Linked DNA regions of Sus scrofa: all the other regions are linked to region 2. Evidence: chromatin contacts called from public Hi-C and HiChIP or PLAC-seq data. All regions are on one chromosome and are shown on one strand. The core of a region is the stretch at or near the end of the contact, and the rest is flanking DNA. Distances in the headings are between cores, read along the strand shown. Region 1 overlaps LOC106509105 (a long non-coding RNA gene). Region 2 holds the start of PYGL (glycogen phosphorylase L). Region 3 holds the start of C1H14orf166 (chromosome 1 open reading frame, human C14orf166). Region 4 holds the start of SOS2 (son of sevenless homolog 2). Region 5 holds the start of L2HGDH (L-2-hydroxyglutarate dehydrogenase, mitochondrial).

Region 1 (2,909 bases), core at 24-2,523, 730 kb after region 2:
CATGTCTTAGCACCAATGCAGGACAGCAAACACTATCCTGAGCTCTGTAGCTTAGCTATCTCCAAACCCAGGACACTCTTTCTGAGCAATGAGGAGGAGAGAGGCACATCAAAGGGAATCAAATAAGGAAACCAGTGCCCAGGAACAGTCAGGAGGAATGTAAAGCATAAAGGATGTCAGTAGAGGTCAGGGCGGGCTGCCAGTGGTCTTCATTGGGCACTGAGCTGTATGAATTTCTCTTCCTCTCCTGCCTCCCCCATCCCACTTTGGTGTTGATTAATGTGCCAGAGACCACGCCTCTGATGGCCTAGAGTCCTGGGGTGGCAGGACACATGGGCCTAGTCCTCATGGAGTCCTGGGCATGCACAAAGCTGAAGGCTCCACTCAGGGGCTGCTTGGATTGGAACTTGAAGCCTTCTACCAAAGTGTGGTTCTGCAGCAACTGCTTCAGAACCAGTCAGAGTGTGCATAACACGCAGATTCTTTGGGCCCAACCCCTCCACCCCAGAATCAGCCTCCATAAGCAGTGCCCAGAATCTGCTTTTTAATAAGCTCCCCACCCCCCAAACACGATTCTTATGTGAGTGGTTCTTAAACTTAACAAATGAAAATGAAGGAAGTATATGATTCACAAAGGGAATTAACTCAACTCCAAGCAGCTTCTATTACAAATGAGAAAGGAATCCCACAAGCCACTGCTGGAGGCGCTCGGGTCTGGAGTGAGGTCTCGTCAGCAAGGCAGGGCCTGGGGGCAGAAAACAGAGCTGGGCTCCGGAGCGTCCGCCTCCTGTTCTTGGCTGCAGCCTGACCCCTGGTGGTCAGAGTGAGTGGTTTAGTACAAAGGACCCAGAACCTTTGGCTATTTGGGATGCCAGGAAATGTTGTAACAAACTCCACCTCAGCAACCAAAGGCTCTATTGCCAAAACTAGGATGATTTGAGGAGGAAGATATTCGTATGTTATGGATTTTCCAAATTCCTTGTTTGACCTCCATTGTTGACTCATCCTGTCAATGCCCCTCCCCAAACATCTCTAGGTTGCATTTTAGCTACATTTCTGCATCTCATCTGAGGGAAGAGAGCAGGACAAGGAGTTTTGTTTTTTGTTTTGTTTTTTTAAGGCTGGAGATGTGGCCAGAATTCGCAAACTAAAAACAGGTCACAGGTGTACCCACAGTCTCCCTAATGCCGCTGCCTTTTCCTCATCAGCCCAGGTCCACTCTGCCTCTCACCCGGCTGGCGCACCTGAACCCACAGAGGAGTGAGTGAGCCCGTGAGCCGGCCTCACCGTGGCAGCAGTCCTCCCTCTGCCCACCTGGTAAAGGGAGGCTCATTTAGCACCAGGACATGGAACCTGTCAACTTGCTGAAGCTCAGCCTCTCCCAGGATGCAGGTGGTCATGAAAACAGGTAATTTAAAGAAGTCTCTCCAGTAATATACCACCCTCTCCCTCTCCTTTTTAATTCTTAGGCATTTGTAACAACAGAAAGAGATTATCAGACTTGAATGATGAATAAGAGTGTGTGTTTGCATTTCCAGAACTGAAATACAGAGCTCAAATCAGTGACTGCAAAAAAAAAAAAAAAAAAAAAAAGCTGAGTTATTGTAAAGAAGGTAGCAAATTCAGAGAGGGGAAAGTTCAACCCAGAGTCAGTGGAAGGGAAGCTCTGCCTGAGAGGCAGGACCTGAGTTGGTTCAGGGTTGACTCTTCAGGTGTTTGCACACTTGTCTGAGAGCTCTCTGTAAGGAAGGCTTTGAGCTGAATGCTAGGAAGTCAAAATAAATAAAAATAAGGCCTCTGACTCCTCCCTTCAAGTTCTTAGTCTTTCGGGAGGCTGTGGAAAGTCATAGGAGCCAACAACTATCACACTATTTGGACTCTGATTTTTTTTTTTTTTTTTTTTTTTTTTTTTTGGCATTTTAGAGCCCCACCCACAGCATATGGAAGTTCCCAGGCTAGGGGTCAAATGGGAGCTGCAGTCACTGACCTACACCACAGCCACAGCAATGCCAGATCCTTAACCACTGAGCAAGGCCAGGGATCAAACCCACATCCTCATGGATACTAGTTGGGTTCATTCCTGCTGAGCCACAACAGGAACTCCTGGACTCTGAATTTATGTGGCATGTTTAGCTCTTTGATTTGCTGTGTGATTATCATCATCTCTCTTGTTTGCCAAACCCATAGAAGTTTACTTCATTCTCACCATAATCCTAACATTATTTACTACTTTCCCCTTTGTATAAATGAGGAAACTGACCCCTTAGGGAGAACAGATATTGTATCCAAGATCAAATAGCTGGGAAGTGGGGGAGCCGACCCAGCATGAGCCTGACTCCAGAGCTCACTGTCACCCACTAGGCGACAACATCCTCCAGGGCCTCCCCCTCTAATCTTGTTCTGTGCTCTCACATCCTTTCCTCCTGTCTCTGAGGATAAGGCCCATGGCTGTCAAAGCTCAATCGTCACTTCACCCCTCCCTTCCCGTTGTTAGGACCTGTCCATTCTCCTCCTCTTCCTGCACCCTCAGTTCATCCCTTCTGCGCGTTCCTTCCCCTCAGCCCGTGAATGTGCTGAAGGCTCTCCTTCACCAAACAAACCCACAGACAAAACATATCCAAAGCTTCCTATATCACATACCTATTAGAACAGCTAAAATAAAACATAGTGACAATACCAAATGCTGGTGAAAATTGAATCTCTCCTAAATTGCTGTTGGGAATGCCAAATCGTGCAGTCTTGGGGAAAGTAGTTTGGTACTTTCTCATAAAACGAATTAAATATACACGTACCAGATCATACAGCAATTGCATTCCTAAGCATGGATGCCAGAGAAATGGAAACTTAGGCCACAAAAACGTCTACATGATCTTCGTCACAGCTTTATTTCTAACAGCTCCAAACTAGAA
Region 2 (2,939 bases), core at 373-2,872:
CTAGCAGTTGCTACCTTTGGGTAGAGGCCTCTGGGGTGAGGAAGTTACTTTCCATTTGAAAGCTTTGTTACAGCTGCAGTTTCTACTTTGAGAACTTTCTTTTGCTCAGAGGTTCTTTGAGCACTGGGAACATGAACTATTCTTTTTCATGCTTTAGATATTAAAAAAAAAAAAAGCCAATAAACGTTTACATATATTTCCGACTGCCTCTAGGATCTACCCCATCTTTCACGGTTTTCAATACACCTCCAACCAGCGTTTCCAGTTTCCTCTCCCAAGACTCACACCCACCCTCACTGCAGCTGCCAGCGCTGCTCTCTCACCCTGTCTCTGCACAACACAATCCCTCTGGTTGCCAAGTCCTCTTCAATTTTCCCCTTCCCAGATCGGCCAGGTAGAGTGTTCCTCCGTGATGAGGCAGCGTCCACTCCAGCCCCTGCGCAGTGGGTAGGGGTGGTCTGTGAACAGCCTGTTACAGCAAGTCTGTAGCCTGGCCCTGCACCTCCACCCCGCAGGACTCAAGTCAGTCCAGGAGGTAGTTCTTCTGTGGCGCAGCGGGATATGGCGTTGTCACTGCATTGGCTTGGTCGCTGCTGTGGTGCCACCGAATGAATCCCTGGCCTGGGAACTTTCACATGCCGAGTGAGGCGGTCAAACAAGCAAACAAACAAAACAAAAAACAACAACAAAAGGGCTGCCAAGTCCTCCACGCCCGACTCCCAGGAACTGGGGAAAGCAGGGGAGGGGTGGGGACAGAGCTCTGATGGGGGAGAACTCTATCCTCCCTCTCCACCACACCCAGGCAGTGCCTACAGCAGGCCACCTAGTCCTCAAAGCACCTTCCTCCAACTCTGGCCCACCTGCCCCCTCAGCTCCTACTGCCCTTTGACGATCTTTGCATTCGTCTCTCCTCCCTAAACATTGAGCTTCCCCGAGGCAAGGCATTAACCGCTTTGTTCAGGGCCTACTATCTGGGGCCTGTGCCTGGCACCCAGGAGACGCCAGCTACCTCTGGATTAAAACCTTAAGAGTAGATGCACCAAAAAAGTTAATGAATTTAAGCAGAGAGGCGAGGGAGGCCTAGCCATCTACTCGGGACGGTCCCTGGGGGCGGGCAGAGCTGTGGTTTGGGTGAGATGACGCTCGGGGTGGGGTGTTAGCGGAGTGCCGGATCTGTCCCCCGGGCTGCCCAGCCGCCGCCCAGACACTGCCCTGGACTTCCCGGGCAGCGAGAGCCGGGTTAGGAGAGGTCACAGCGAGGGCTCCTCCCAACGGCCCCGGACGCCGCCAGGACAGCCGGCTGCTGGAGTGCGCGGCCCCGGAAGGGTGCGACCGGTGCATGGGCGGCAAGGAAACCACCGCGCGGCGCCGGGCTCGTACCTTGGGGCACTTCTCATAGTAGTACTGCTGCGTGCGGATCCAGCGCCCCACCAGGTGGTCGCGCACTGTGTGCGCCAGCGCGAAGAAGTAGTCGCGAGGGGTGGCCACATTACGGTCCTTGACCAGTGTGAAATGCAGGTGTCGGTTGAAGCCCTTCTTCAGCTCGGCCACGTTCTCCACGCCCACGATGCCGCGGATGCTGATCTGCCGCCGCTTCTCCTGGTCTGTCAGGGGCTTGGCCATGGCGGCGGGCAGCGCAGCCAGCGGGACGCGCTTCCCAAGGCGCCGGGTGGCAGGACAGGGGCGGAGCCTCTTCGCGCCGCAGGCCGCTTTTGAGTCTCAGGAAAGTTTGGGGTCTGCCCCTCCGCACGGCGCCGCCCGGGTTCCAGCTCCCACGACTGTCCGGCGCAGCGGAGGGAGGGCCGGCCCCTCCCGGGGCTCTGGGCGGAGCTGGGCGGTAGCTGAGGTCTGAGGGCGAGCGTGCTCAGCCTTCCTGCCTGGCTGGTGGCCAGGAGGGGCTGAACCCTCTTGGCGGCAGAAGGTGGGACCTTGGGTGACGCACAAGAGTGCGAGGCTCCCTTCCGGATCTGTGGATTATGTGTCTGTTGGGGCGATGCGGGGGAGCGGGTGGATGGGACATTGGTTCTGTCTCCTCACTCTAAAGTCTTGGGTACTAGAAGTATGTCAGTGTGTGAAAGCGTGGTAAGCAGATAAGGTAGGGAGCCCCTGGAGAAAGAGAACCAGGCACGGCTTTCTTGAAATAAAAGAAGGCATTTTTGGCCTAAGCCCCTTTGTGATGTAAGCTGCTAAGCCCTTGCATAGGTCTCAGTAACTATGGATAGTAAGGAAAATAAGAGAATGCAGGAACAAATGAAAAGCGGTCAAGAAACAGGAGGTCAGCAATAAAACCGTCCAGTTCCAGATATATTGACAATCCCATACCCTTTATGTTCTGCAGGAACTAAGGCCCCCATCCAGGTGGGGGATGGCATGATGACGCTGACCCTCCAGACTTTACTCAACTAAAGCTTGGACTCTGTTTACATTTACCCCATTTCTTTCCTGAGTTCTCAGCCCAAGCCCCTTCCTGATATGCATGTACCCATAGCTTAAAAATTCCCCTATTTTGGAGTTCCCTTCATGGTGCAGCGGAAACAAATCCGACTAGGAACCATGAGGTTGTGGGTTTGATCCCTGGCCTTGCTCAGTGGGTTGAGGATCCAGCGTTGCCATGAGCCATGGTGTAGGTCGCAAACTCGGCTTGGATCCTGCCTTGCTGTGGCTGTGGCTGTGGCGTAGGCCTGCGGCTACAGCTCCGACTGGACACCTAGCTTGGGAACCTCCATATGCTGTGGGTGCGGCCCTAAAAAGACAAAAAAAAAAAAAAAAAAAAAAATTCCCCCATTTTGCCATTGGGAGAGATACTGCTTGGGAAAGATCCCTGGTATTCTGTTTACTTGTTTCCTTATCTGCATATTTGGCTTGGCTGTGTCTTTTGGCTGACACCCACCAAGAGGCAAACCCCATTCGGGTAACAACGTGTTGCTGGCAAACTTTTG
Region 3 (2,971 bases), core at 268-2,767, 980 kb after region 2:
ATACTAGTCGGGTTTGTTACTTCTGAGCCACAAAAGGAACTCACTGGAGCTGATTTTTTGATTCAATCAGTAGGCATCTTATTTGGAAAATACAGACTGTCTCACAGTGCCTCCTTAAAGCTGTATTCTGACCTGAAAGCACACTTTGTACTTCTCGTTATTTATCACTTTCTAACTCTAGATTATAAGTATTTATTTACATGTCTAATTTTGCTTTTATACTTGAATATCCTGAAAATATCTCACTCATTTGTATGGCCCACAAGTACCAGCACAGTGTTTAATTATAATCTGTTGAAATAAAATGAAGCATATAAAGTTGGCTTGCCTCCAAGAACATCAATAGCTCCCCTTAGCATGGCATGAAAGGTCGTTTTTGATCAGGCCCTGGTCTTTGGCTAAGTCTCATCCACTGTCATTCTCTTCTACCCTCCAACTTCCATAAGCTCTAGCCACTCTGGCCCAGCTGCTGTTCACTCCTTTACTTTGTATGTCTTCTTCCCTCAATGCAAGCTACCCTTTTGATGGTATGGCAAACTCCTCACCATCTTCAAGCCATAGTTCAGACTTGTTTGTTTTGTCTTCCCTCAACAACCTTTTAAACTTCAGGAGAGTACGGGCCTGGTAGGTCTTGCTCACTGCTGTCTCTCCAGTGTATGAATGCAGATTGGGGGAATGAAGAAGCATATTAATATATAAATTGAAGTTTTGATTATTTCAAAGGCAGCAGGAACCCACAAAAGGATACTAAGCATTAAACGGTAATGAACAGGTTTTTGTTTCAGAAAATCACTATCATTGCTGACTGTGATGGTGGGAGTGGAGTTGGGAGGATTGGAAAAAGCAAGACTGGCCCTAAGAAATAAGATAGAATAAGCAAAAATGATGAAGGCCTGATTTGAGGTAGCATCAGTGAGGTTGGGAGGAGGAGAGGGATTTGAGAAAGACATGAGAGACAGAACAGCATGAATTAATGAAGTATTGGATGTTGTAATTGAGGTTGATAGGGAGTGAAGGATAAGTCCAGGTTTTTGGCTTCAAGATTCCATAGCTGCTAGTGATGTCTGGAACTATTATACAGTATTATATTTGTTTGTTTACCTGTCGATCACTCCCTACTTAGTGAGAAAGGGACCTTGCTAAAAAGTCTTTTTTATTAGCAGCGTTAGAAGGAGGCATGTAATAATTCAATGAATGGGTGAATACGCTGAAAATACTAAACAGATTATACGATTCAATAAGAGGCATGGCGATAGCAGAATCTAAGTATACCGTGCTCTGCGGGGTGTATCAACACCGCGAGGAAAACAACAGGTAACCGGCCACTAAGTTGCATTCTGCCTAATGCACAACTAGTAAGCTGACAATAAAGTTTATTTGAGCGTCGACGTGCCTCAACGTGGCCCCGCCTCCCCAACCGGAGCTACGATTGGTGGGCATTGGCCGGCGGCTGCCGATCCTAAAGCCAGGATTGGCTAAGGCCGCCGTCATTTCGGAGCGTCCCGGCTCCCGACGCCCTCTCGCCGCGTCGTCGGTGCCTGCGCCGCTCGCTCTTCCTCGGTTCTCCCCTCCCGGCTGAAGACCGGGGACCGGAGCGAGCAGACTGGGACCATGTTCCGACGCAAGCTGACGGCCCTCGACTACCACAATCCTGCTGGCTTCAACTGCAAAGGTGAGGCGGCGGCCTTGGGCCGGCCGCGTGTCAGTGACCCCGCGGGCCACCGCTCCCTCGGCGCCGGCATCCGGGCACGCTACCCGGGCCGTTCGCGGCCTTGTCTCCCCGGGACTTATCTTCTCCCACCCGCCGGGCACCTGAAGCTTCCTTGGCTTCAGAGCCCCGTCACCCGTTCTTTGTGTCCTTGCTAAACTCCGGACACCACTCTCACCTCCTGCCCGCACCCTCAGCTCTCTAGAGGGAAAGTCTTTTTTTCTCTTAGCCCTCAATGCGCTGGTTGCCGGGTCACAGGGTGACGCCGTGAGCACCTGCTGGGGGCCAGCGCAGTGCTGGAATCCGAGGAAGATGCGGCGTAACTTGAACACCAGTTAGTTCACTGCCTGCCAGGAACTAAGGGGTCGGGGTGGGCAGTGAGAACCCACCGAGCAGTTTGAGCTCAAATGTTAATGAGGTCCTGGGCTGGCAGTGTTGGGATACACGCGTATAATAACGGGCTAATTACAGTGTGTGGGTCGTGCAAAAAAAGTTAGCAGCAGCTGAATGGGGCGGTTGAATTGTAAATACGAAGGTATTTGGGATTTCACAGTGTTAAAATTGTAGAAGAAAAAAAAGTATTAAGATTGCTACCCCACTGTTACACAGCTACTACCCACCACTACTTGTTTTTTTTCCAGAATTCTTAGCCTGTAGTAGACTAGTAAGTTTGAAAGTGTTCAAGTACAACCTGGCATGTTCAGAAGATGGTGAAATTCTCAAGACTTCATAATTTGAATTCCAGCTTGAATTTTGAAATTGAAAATAATTTCCAAGCAGTCTAACAGTGTTTTGTTGATCTCCTGTAGAAGCATGTCAATTTATAGACTCTTGTTTTTCTACTTTGCCTTTTATTTAACAAAAAAGGTTCAAGGCAGTAGAGCTTAGAGCTGGATTTCAAATCTTTGAGCCTCAATTTTCACACTTGTGCGATAAGGATATTCCTACCGCAAGAGAATGTGAGGTACATGAACACCTATGAACTTTTTCATGAATGGTTTTAATATGCTGTAATAGTAAACAGTAGTAGTTGACTGTATCGCCTTTGTATTTATCATTTAATTTGACATCCCCCCCCCCTTCTTTTTACTGCTGCATCTGTGGCATATGGAAGTTCCCAGGCTAGCTGTTGAATCAGAGCTGCAGCTACCAGCCTACACCACAGCCACGGCAATACCAGATCTGAGCCACATCTGCAGCCTATGCCTCAGGTTGTGCCAATGCTGGATCCTTAATCCACTGAGCAAGGCCAGGGATTGAATC
Region 4 (3,237 bases), core at 350-2,849, 690 kb before region 2:
CGTTCAGTGAGTCAGGGATCCAGCATTGTCGTGAGCTGTGGTGTAGATCACAGACTGAGCTTGGATCTGGCATGGCTGTGGCAGGTGCAGCTCCAATTCGACCTCTAGCCTGGGAACGTCCATATGCCGTGGGTGTAGCCCTAAAAAAACAAAAAGAAAAGAAATTATTTTCCAAGGGCAGTCTTTTAAATTAATGTTTATTCTTTCCTTATTATTTTAAAATTTATTCTTAGTTATTTTGCACAAAAGGCATCTGCATCAATGGCACGGAAAACCCATGTTCAGCAGGTTTGGTATCTTTTCCTGCACTGATTTACAGTCTTTAATTTGTCTTGATCTTACAAAAGGTTTCAATATAAAAATGACAGTATGATTATTACCTAAATTCAGATGAAAACTGACATCATCTACAGGAGAGATGCACCCTAGCGATGCACCCAACCTTAAGACTAATTTTTAAGAGCTGCTCCTTTTCTGTCCCCTTAAAATGATTCTAAACTCTAAACTGCACTCAGTGAAGAAACTGACCGAATTTTATAGGGGAAATCGCTCGTAAACAGGTGGGATGCCTTTTGCAGGAACGGAGAAGGCACTTTAAACTTACCTCAAGAATTGTTTTTACAAATATCATGGCTCACTGACATTTCGCACTCCTGAAACGCATCCATCTTATTGTTAAAAAAAAAAAAAAAGGACTACCTCTTAAGTGAGAGGACACCCTTCACGAGCGAACTGCCGAAGGGAACAGCCCCAAAGAACTTAATTAAAAGTTAATTACCTGGCCTGAAAATGTGCTTTTGTTTTAGAAACTAAATACCAGCGGGACTTTCTCTTGCCCTGAATCCAGCCTGAGGACAACAAATTGGTCAACGGCGGAAGTTGCCTGACGAAATGACTGCAACATGAAATCCAGTTTTATGATCACAACAAAACCTTCCTTCCGGGGCCAGGCAAAAACTTGAGATAAACGTCCTTTTGGATGCAACAGGCAATCGCGAGCTCCCCCCGCCCCCCCCCCGCCCCGCCACCGGCCGGGGAGGAAGCGCTCGGCCTCGGACCCGCAGAGAGGACGTACAGCTCCCCATCAGAGAGTCCGAGGGGCCGCGGCCCGCACCCCGCCCTCCAGGCGCCCTTCTCGGCCCCGTCACCTCCCTCGGTCCCCGCGGCCGATCGGACACCAGCACTGACCTTCCGCAGGGCCGAGACTAAGAGTCCCCGCCATTTCGGACTGTTCTCTTCGCTGAAGAACTCGTAGGGCTGCGGCGCCTGCTGCATGGCCCCGGCCGCAGAGCCTCCACATCGGGGTCGGCCCGCGGGCCGAAATGGGCCGGGCCGGTAGCCTGACAGGCAGGGCTCTGGCTGCGTCGCCTCGCCGGCCGCCGCCGCCGCCTCCCGCCCGGGCCGGGGCTACGGCCGAGGCTGCTCGGAGGCGGCGCCGGCGGGCGGGGGCTCCGGGGGCGGCTTCCTCGGCCCGGGCGGCCTCGCCTCGCGCCGCGTCCGCAGAGGAAGCGCGGCGGCCTCCTTTCCCGGCGGCGTTGGCCCGCTTCTCGGGCGGCTCCTCCTCCTTTGTCTGCGTTCGCAGCCCGGCGGGGGTTCAGCTGGCCTGGACCCTGCTCGGACTCCCGCTACGGCCGCGGCGGGCGGAGAACTACGGCGACAGCGGCGGCTTGTCTCCTCATCGCCTCTCCTCCGCCCTCCCAACCGGCAAACGCCGCCCGGCCCGGCCCGGCCCGGCCCGCCCGAGTCACCTCCAGAGGGCCCTGGGGACCGAGCGGGCGTGCGCGTCTAACGAGCGAGCTACACTGCAGCGCGCAGAGCGCTGACCGCCGCCGCCGCCCCTTCAGCAGCCGCGCACAGCGCCCCAGGGCCGCCGCGGAGCTCCGGATCCCAGCAGCGGCGGCTCGGCCCGCCCCCTCCGCCCGGCACTCATCCCTGGGAGCCGGAGTAGTCCTGCACGGAGCATGCGCGCCGCGAATGTGGCAGAGGCGCCGGCCAGGCGCGCGGGCCCTGCCCCAGGAGCGCCCCTGTCCTGGACGCTTAATGGGCGTCTGTTCCACATAGACTTCCCTGCTTGCTGACTGCGTTTTACACACACTCTCCCCCCTCTTGATCTTCCCCAGACAATCCTGAGTCGGTGCTACTCCTCGAGCCCAAGGACTCCAGTCGTGGGAAGCAGTAAAGGTATTTGTAAAGAAAAGGGCTTTCTGTCTGGACAGGATATTTAACGTACTTGTGTTCCACATGGCGTTTTTGTATATGGGCAATAGTAACTATATCATACGGTGGTGGTGTGGGGATTGAAGGAGGCGAGGCGTGGAAAGCCCTTAGCGCACAGTAGGGCCAAAAGGGGCAGATGACAACGTTAATTAGGCTTAATCCTTCACTTGCATGAGCCCCTATGTTCACAAAATTATCGTTTTTGTAAAACTTTTCATATTTTTGCATTGTTTTCTTCTCTCTCTTTTTTTTTTTTCTTTTGTCTTTTCAGGGCCGCACCCGCGGCATATGGAGGTTCCCAGGCCAGCGGTCCAATCAGACCTGTAGCCGGCAACCTACACCACAGTCACAGCAACTTGGGTTCTGAGCCACGTCTGCGACCTACATCACAGCTCAGCGCAACGATGGATCCTTAACCCACTGAGTGAGCCCAGGGATCAAACACCGCAAATCAGGTTCGCTAACCGCTGAGCCACGAAGGGAACTCCTGCACTGTTTTCTTAATGGTGTCCTCCAAATTGCGTAGGTGTGGTGTCAGATCCCACAAAAGCTGTGTCCGCCCTTGGGGCCCAGCCATGCTCATTAGCAACCCCGAAAATGTCCCGACTTTCCTGCGATGAAGACTCTGGAAACTTGATCATTATTTTTTGTTTGTGCTTTTTTTTTTTTTTTTTTTGTCTTTTTGCCACTTCTGGGCCGCTCCCTGGGCATATGGGGGTTCCCAGGCTAGGGGTCTAATCGGAGCTGTAGCCGCTGGCCTACACCACAGCCACAGCAACGCGGGATCCGAGCCACGTCTGAGACCTACACCACAGCTCAGGGCAATGCCGGATCCTTAACCCACTGAGCAAAGCCAGGGATCGAACCTGCAACCTCATGGTTCCTAGTCGGATTCGTTAACCACTGTGCCACGAAGGGAACTCCAAAACGTGATCATTAACATGAACGTTTCATCCCACTAAAGATGCTGAGCACATTCGTGAATTACAATAGACTGCTCCCAGCCACAGCAGTTAGGGA
Region 5 (3,296 bases), core at 752-3,251, 630 kb before region 2:
TTGATGAGGATGAGAGGAACTAGACCAACCACACATTGCTGGTAGGAATGTAAAACAGTACAGCCATTCTGGAAAAAGAGCATGGCAGTTTCCTCAGAAACTATACCTGTGCGTACTACACGTCTTAGCAATTGCACTCTTTGGAATTTATCGCAGAGAAATGAAAACTTAATGTGCCTACAAAAATCTGTACATGTGTTCATAGCAGCTTTATTCATAATAGTCAAAACTGGAAATAGCCCAGATACCATTCAACTGGTTAAGCAAAGTGTAATACATCTAACACCACAGAGTGCTACTCAACAATTAAATGGAACCCACTATCAACACAGGCAACACCTTGGATTGATTGCAAGGATATTACGCTGTGTGAAAAAAGCCAATCTCAAAAGGTTACGTATTGTGTAATTCCACTTACATAACATTCTCAAAATTACCAAACCATAGAGCTAAAAATTTGTGGTTGCCAATGGTGAGAAAAGGTGGAGAGATGAGGTGTGAACACAAAGGGGTGGGTAACAAAATCTCTGTACTGATGGAACATTTGTTTCTTAATTGTGGTGGCAGTTACCCAAATTAACACATGTGATTAAACTGCATAGAAACACACACAAATACACAAATGAGTGCATTTAAATGATGAAATCTGAACAAGGTCTATGGATTGTACCAACGTCAATTTCCTAGTTTTGATACTGTATTACAGTTATGTAAGATGTTATTATTGGGGTAAATTGGGTGAAAAAGGCTACATGAGTACTCTCTGCTCTTTTTAAACTTCCTATGGATCTTTAATTACCTCAAAATAAAAAGTATAAATGAAACTTCACTCACCTTACTTTTCTTCTCTTAAGAAAAAGTTCCTAAAAGAACTGTCTACATACCCACACGATGAATCACTAAATCCTATTCCACTCTAACCCCTCTCCAATCTACTAATACATAGCAGCCAGAGTCAACTTTTGAAACATCAACATTTAATCACTTCTTAGAAATCCTCTAAAAGACTCCTAGCGGTCTTAGAACAAGGTTTCATACATAGTTAACACAAAAACCCTGCTGTGGTGCAGCCCCTCTCCACACGGTCTCTGTTCCTCTAAGCTCCAGTCACACTGATCTTGCTCACATTCTAGTTCTCTCAACAACCAAGAACTTTCCAGCTTTGAAACCTTCGCATAAACCATTCCCTCTACAGATAGCAGAGAAAGTCTCCAAACTTCGAATCACAGGATGCTGAATTCTGCAGGGTTTGCCTAGCAACTAACTGAGCTGCTTCTCACAGGGGCAACTCTATGCAGCATGTGTGTGCCAAGAACTGATTTAAGACCGGTTTCAGACCTTCCAAGTAAAACCATGGAGGCCAGCGAATAAACAGCCTATTTGATTGTTTACAGTGTGCTAGGTCCTTTAATCCCGCAAACGACCACCTACGCAATAGACTAGGATCCTATTCACAGCTGAGCCTTTAAGGAGCTTAAGTAACCCTCCCAGAGTGGACTAGGAGGTGGTGGATTTGTATTCAAAGCCTCAAGTATTCTTGACCTCTACTCAACACTGCCTTTCTTACTCTTTTCCTCACAGACACTACGAACGATTCCAGCAGGTAGCTCCTGGGATCAGAGGTTGGAGCCCGGGCTGCACAAGATCTCGACCTTCTCTCGCGCCTAGGACAGGGAAACAGAGCAAGGGCAGAGGTCCAGCACCAGGCACTTCTGAGAGAAGCAGCGCAAGCGGCGGGGGCGGGCCAGCGGCTACTCACCTGGTGCTGGCTCTGCGGCCACCTTGGCACAACAGCCAGAGGTTCCCTGGCGCGGGCGCGCCAGCAGCGAGGAAGCCTCCGGAGAAAGCCCCGCGGGCACGTCCGTAGACGCTGCCCAGGTAACGCAGCGCCGGCACCATCACCGGTGCCCCACTCCTACCCTGCCTCAAGCCCCAGAAGCGGCCCTGGATCCCAGCACTGCCCAAGTCCCAGTGCTGTCTAGCCCCGCCTCTTGCGCAGGGGCCAATGAGAGGCGCGCCTTTGCCTCACGTGGGAGCCGCCATTAATGGCCAATGGGCGCGCGCGGCAAAGGGCGAAGGGCAGGCCGGCGCTACCGTAGACGCCAGGGACGCTCACTCGCTCCCTCCCTCCCTTCGACGCTGTGAGTAAGGAGCTAGTCCCCGAGCGGGGCGGGACTAGGGGGTGGTTACGCTCTGCCTTTTCCCTTCTGCCCTAGCTGGGCAGACTGAAAATCTGGCGTGCCGACTCTCGCGTCCTCGACTTCGCTGCCGAGTGGACTCGGGGCCGCGAGAGAAAGTCGGGGGATGATTATGGAAAAAATTTTGGTTTGGGCAGGCCCAACAACCTCCCTTTTCTAGGCCCCGCCTTCTCAACCTCCCTCTGTCTGCGACTCTCGAAGCCCAGCCCCGCGTCACTCAAGGCCCCGCCCCGCACCGGAGGCCCCACCCCCTCTCAACCCCTCTCCACGTCACTCAAGGCCCTTTGCTGGGCACCGCAGTCTCCCACCCACGTAGGGGCGCTCGCTGCCCCGCCCTAGCTTCATTCGAACCGAGGGTCTGTCATGGCAACGCCTGTTAGCCTGCAGTTTCCTGGACTTCTATATATGGGCCTCCTAGCGCGTCATTCTTTCAGTCATTTATTGGTCCTTTAAATATTAAGAGGCTTGGTGAACCAGAGGGCTTGGTCTCTATAATTATTTAGCAATCTGTTTCCTTTTCTTAAATCCTGGACCGAGATACAGTTTTAAATATGCTGTGCGGGGCTAAGAATAGCGACTCACCTGTGCAGGTCACTTCAGATCTGTTTATCTGTAAAATGAAGGAAGTGGACTATGTGATCTTTGAAAGACCTTTGTAAAACTACGTGATTCTGTATCGCTATGCCTGTTTATCGCTATGCTCCCTATGCTTGATGGAAGTTTTTAATCTTTAGGGTCAGGACAGCTGAAGGGAACGAAAATAGAATGATGTAGCCTTATTGCTGGAAGGGCTTGATACCTCTCTGAATTTGGCTCCACTTATTAATCAGGTAGCTTGGGGAAGTCATTTCACCTCTTCGCCTCAGAACCTCCTCTGTGAACTAGGAGTTCTCCCTCATAGGGCTTTTTTTGCAGATTATATGATATAAGGCTTATCAGATGTTTAGCACAGAAAAGTGTTCAATAAAATGATGGCTTTTGTTATGTTTAAATGGTTTTATCACCTGGACAGTTGTACATATTTTCTTTATTTGTGAAGACATTGTGGAATGTTACCTGCTCGTTCATCACAAATGAAAAAAAAAGAAATAGTTTTTA

The links. A called contact is a pair of places that touch in the nucleus more often than the background predicts. HiChIP or PLAC-seq counts read pairs in DNA pulled down with a chosen protein or histone mark.
Region 1: a Hi-C map of embryonic fibroblasts shows a contact between it and region 2, with 6 times the contacts expected there. The contact joins the enhancer-like site here to the promoter of PYGL in region 2. A contact is called at or near these places in 7 of 47 Hi-C or Micro-C datasets (embryonic fibroblasts, fetal skeletal muscle, fibroblasts and 4 more) and 1 of 2 datasets of contacts at active chromatin or transcription factors (skeletal muscle).
Region 3: a contact with region 2 is called in a Hi-C map of liver, with 6 times the contacts expected there. The contact joins the promoter of C1H14orf166 here to the promoter of PYGL in region 2. A contact is called at or near these places in 2 of 47 Hi-C or Micro-C datasets (heart right ventricle and liver).
Region 4: a Hi-C map of liver shows a contact between it and region 2, with 6 times the contacts expected there. The contact joins the promoter of SOS2 here to the promoter of PYGL in region 2. A contact is called at or near these places in 1 of 47 Hi-C or Micro-C datasets (liver) and 1 of 2 datasets of contacts at active chromatin or transcription factors (alveolar macrophages).
Region 5: an H3K27ac HiChIP or PLAC-seq map of alveolar macrophages shows a contact between it and region 2. The contact joins the promoter of L2HGDH here to the promoter of PYGL in region 2. A contact is called at or near these places in 1 of 5 promoter capture datasets (liver), 2 of 47 Hi-C or Micro-C datasets (both in liver) and 1 of 2 datasets of contacts at active chromatin or transcription factors (alveolar macrophages).

What each region holds. Positions count from the first base shown.
Region 1 is chr1:181,427,873-181,430,781 of Sscrofa11.1, forward strand. All of the region lies in intron 1 of LOC106509105 (a long non-coding RNA gene), which reads right to left. Among named protein-coding and RNA genes, the nearest start is that of GNG2, 56 kb to the right of the region's middle. Within about 2 kb of position 1,274, at least 18 of the 83 cell types and tissues checked have an H3K27ac peak or open chromatin away from gene starts, as enhancers often do. A contact at or near this core is called in embryonic fibroblasts, mesenteric adipose tissue, omental adipose tissue and 1 more, where this site is marked.
Region 2 is chr1:180,702,502-180,705,440 of Sscrofa11.1, forward strand. PYGL (glycogen phosphorylase L) reads right to left here and starts at 1,623. Exons shown (of 21, transcript NM_001123172.1): 1 at 1,381-1,623. The coding sequence starts at 1,623.
Region 3 is chr1:181,679,851-181,682,821 of Sscrofa11.1, forward strand. C1H14orf166 (chromosome 1 open reading frame, human C14orf166) reads left to right here and starts at 1,518. Exons shown (of 8, transcript NM_001243494.1): 1 at 1,518-1,672. The coding sequence starts at 1,612.
Region 4 is chr1:180,013,342-180,016,578 of Sscrofa11.1, forward strand. SOS2 (son of sevenless homolog 2) reads right to left here and starts at 1,600. Exons shown (of 23, transcript XM_021101439.1): 1 at 1,189-1,600. The coding sequence starts at 1,275.
Region 5 is chr1:180,067,167-180,070,462 of Sscrofa11.1, forward strand. L2HGDH (L-2-hydroxyglutarate dehydrogenase, mitochondrial) reads right to left here and starts at 2,002. Exons shown (of 10, transcript XM_001926818.5): 1 at 1,760-2,002. The coding sequence starts at 1,899. ATP5S (ATP synthase subunit s, mitochondrial) reads left to right here and starts at 1,991. Exons shown (of 5, transcript XM_013993389.2): 1 at 1,991-2,141. The coding sequence starts at 2,006.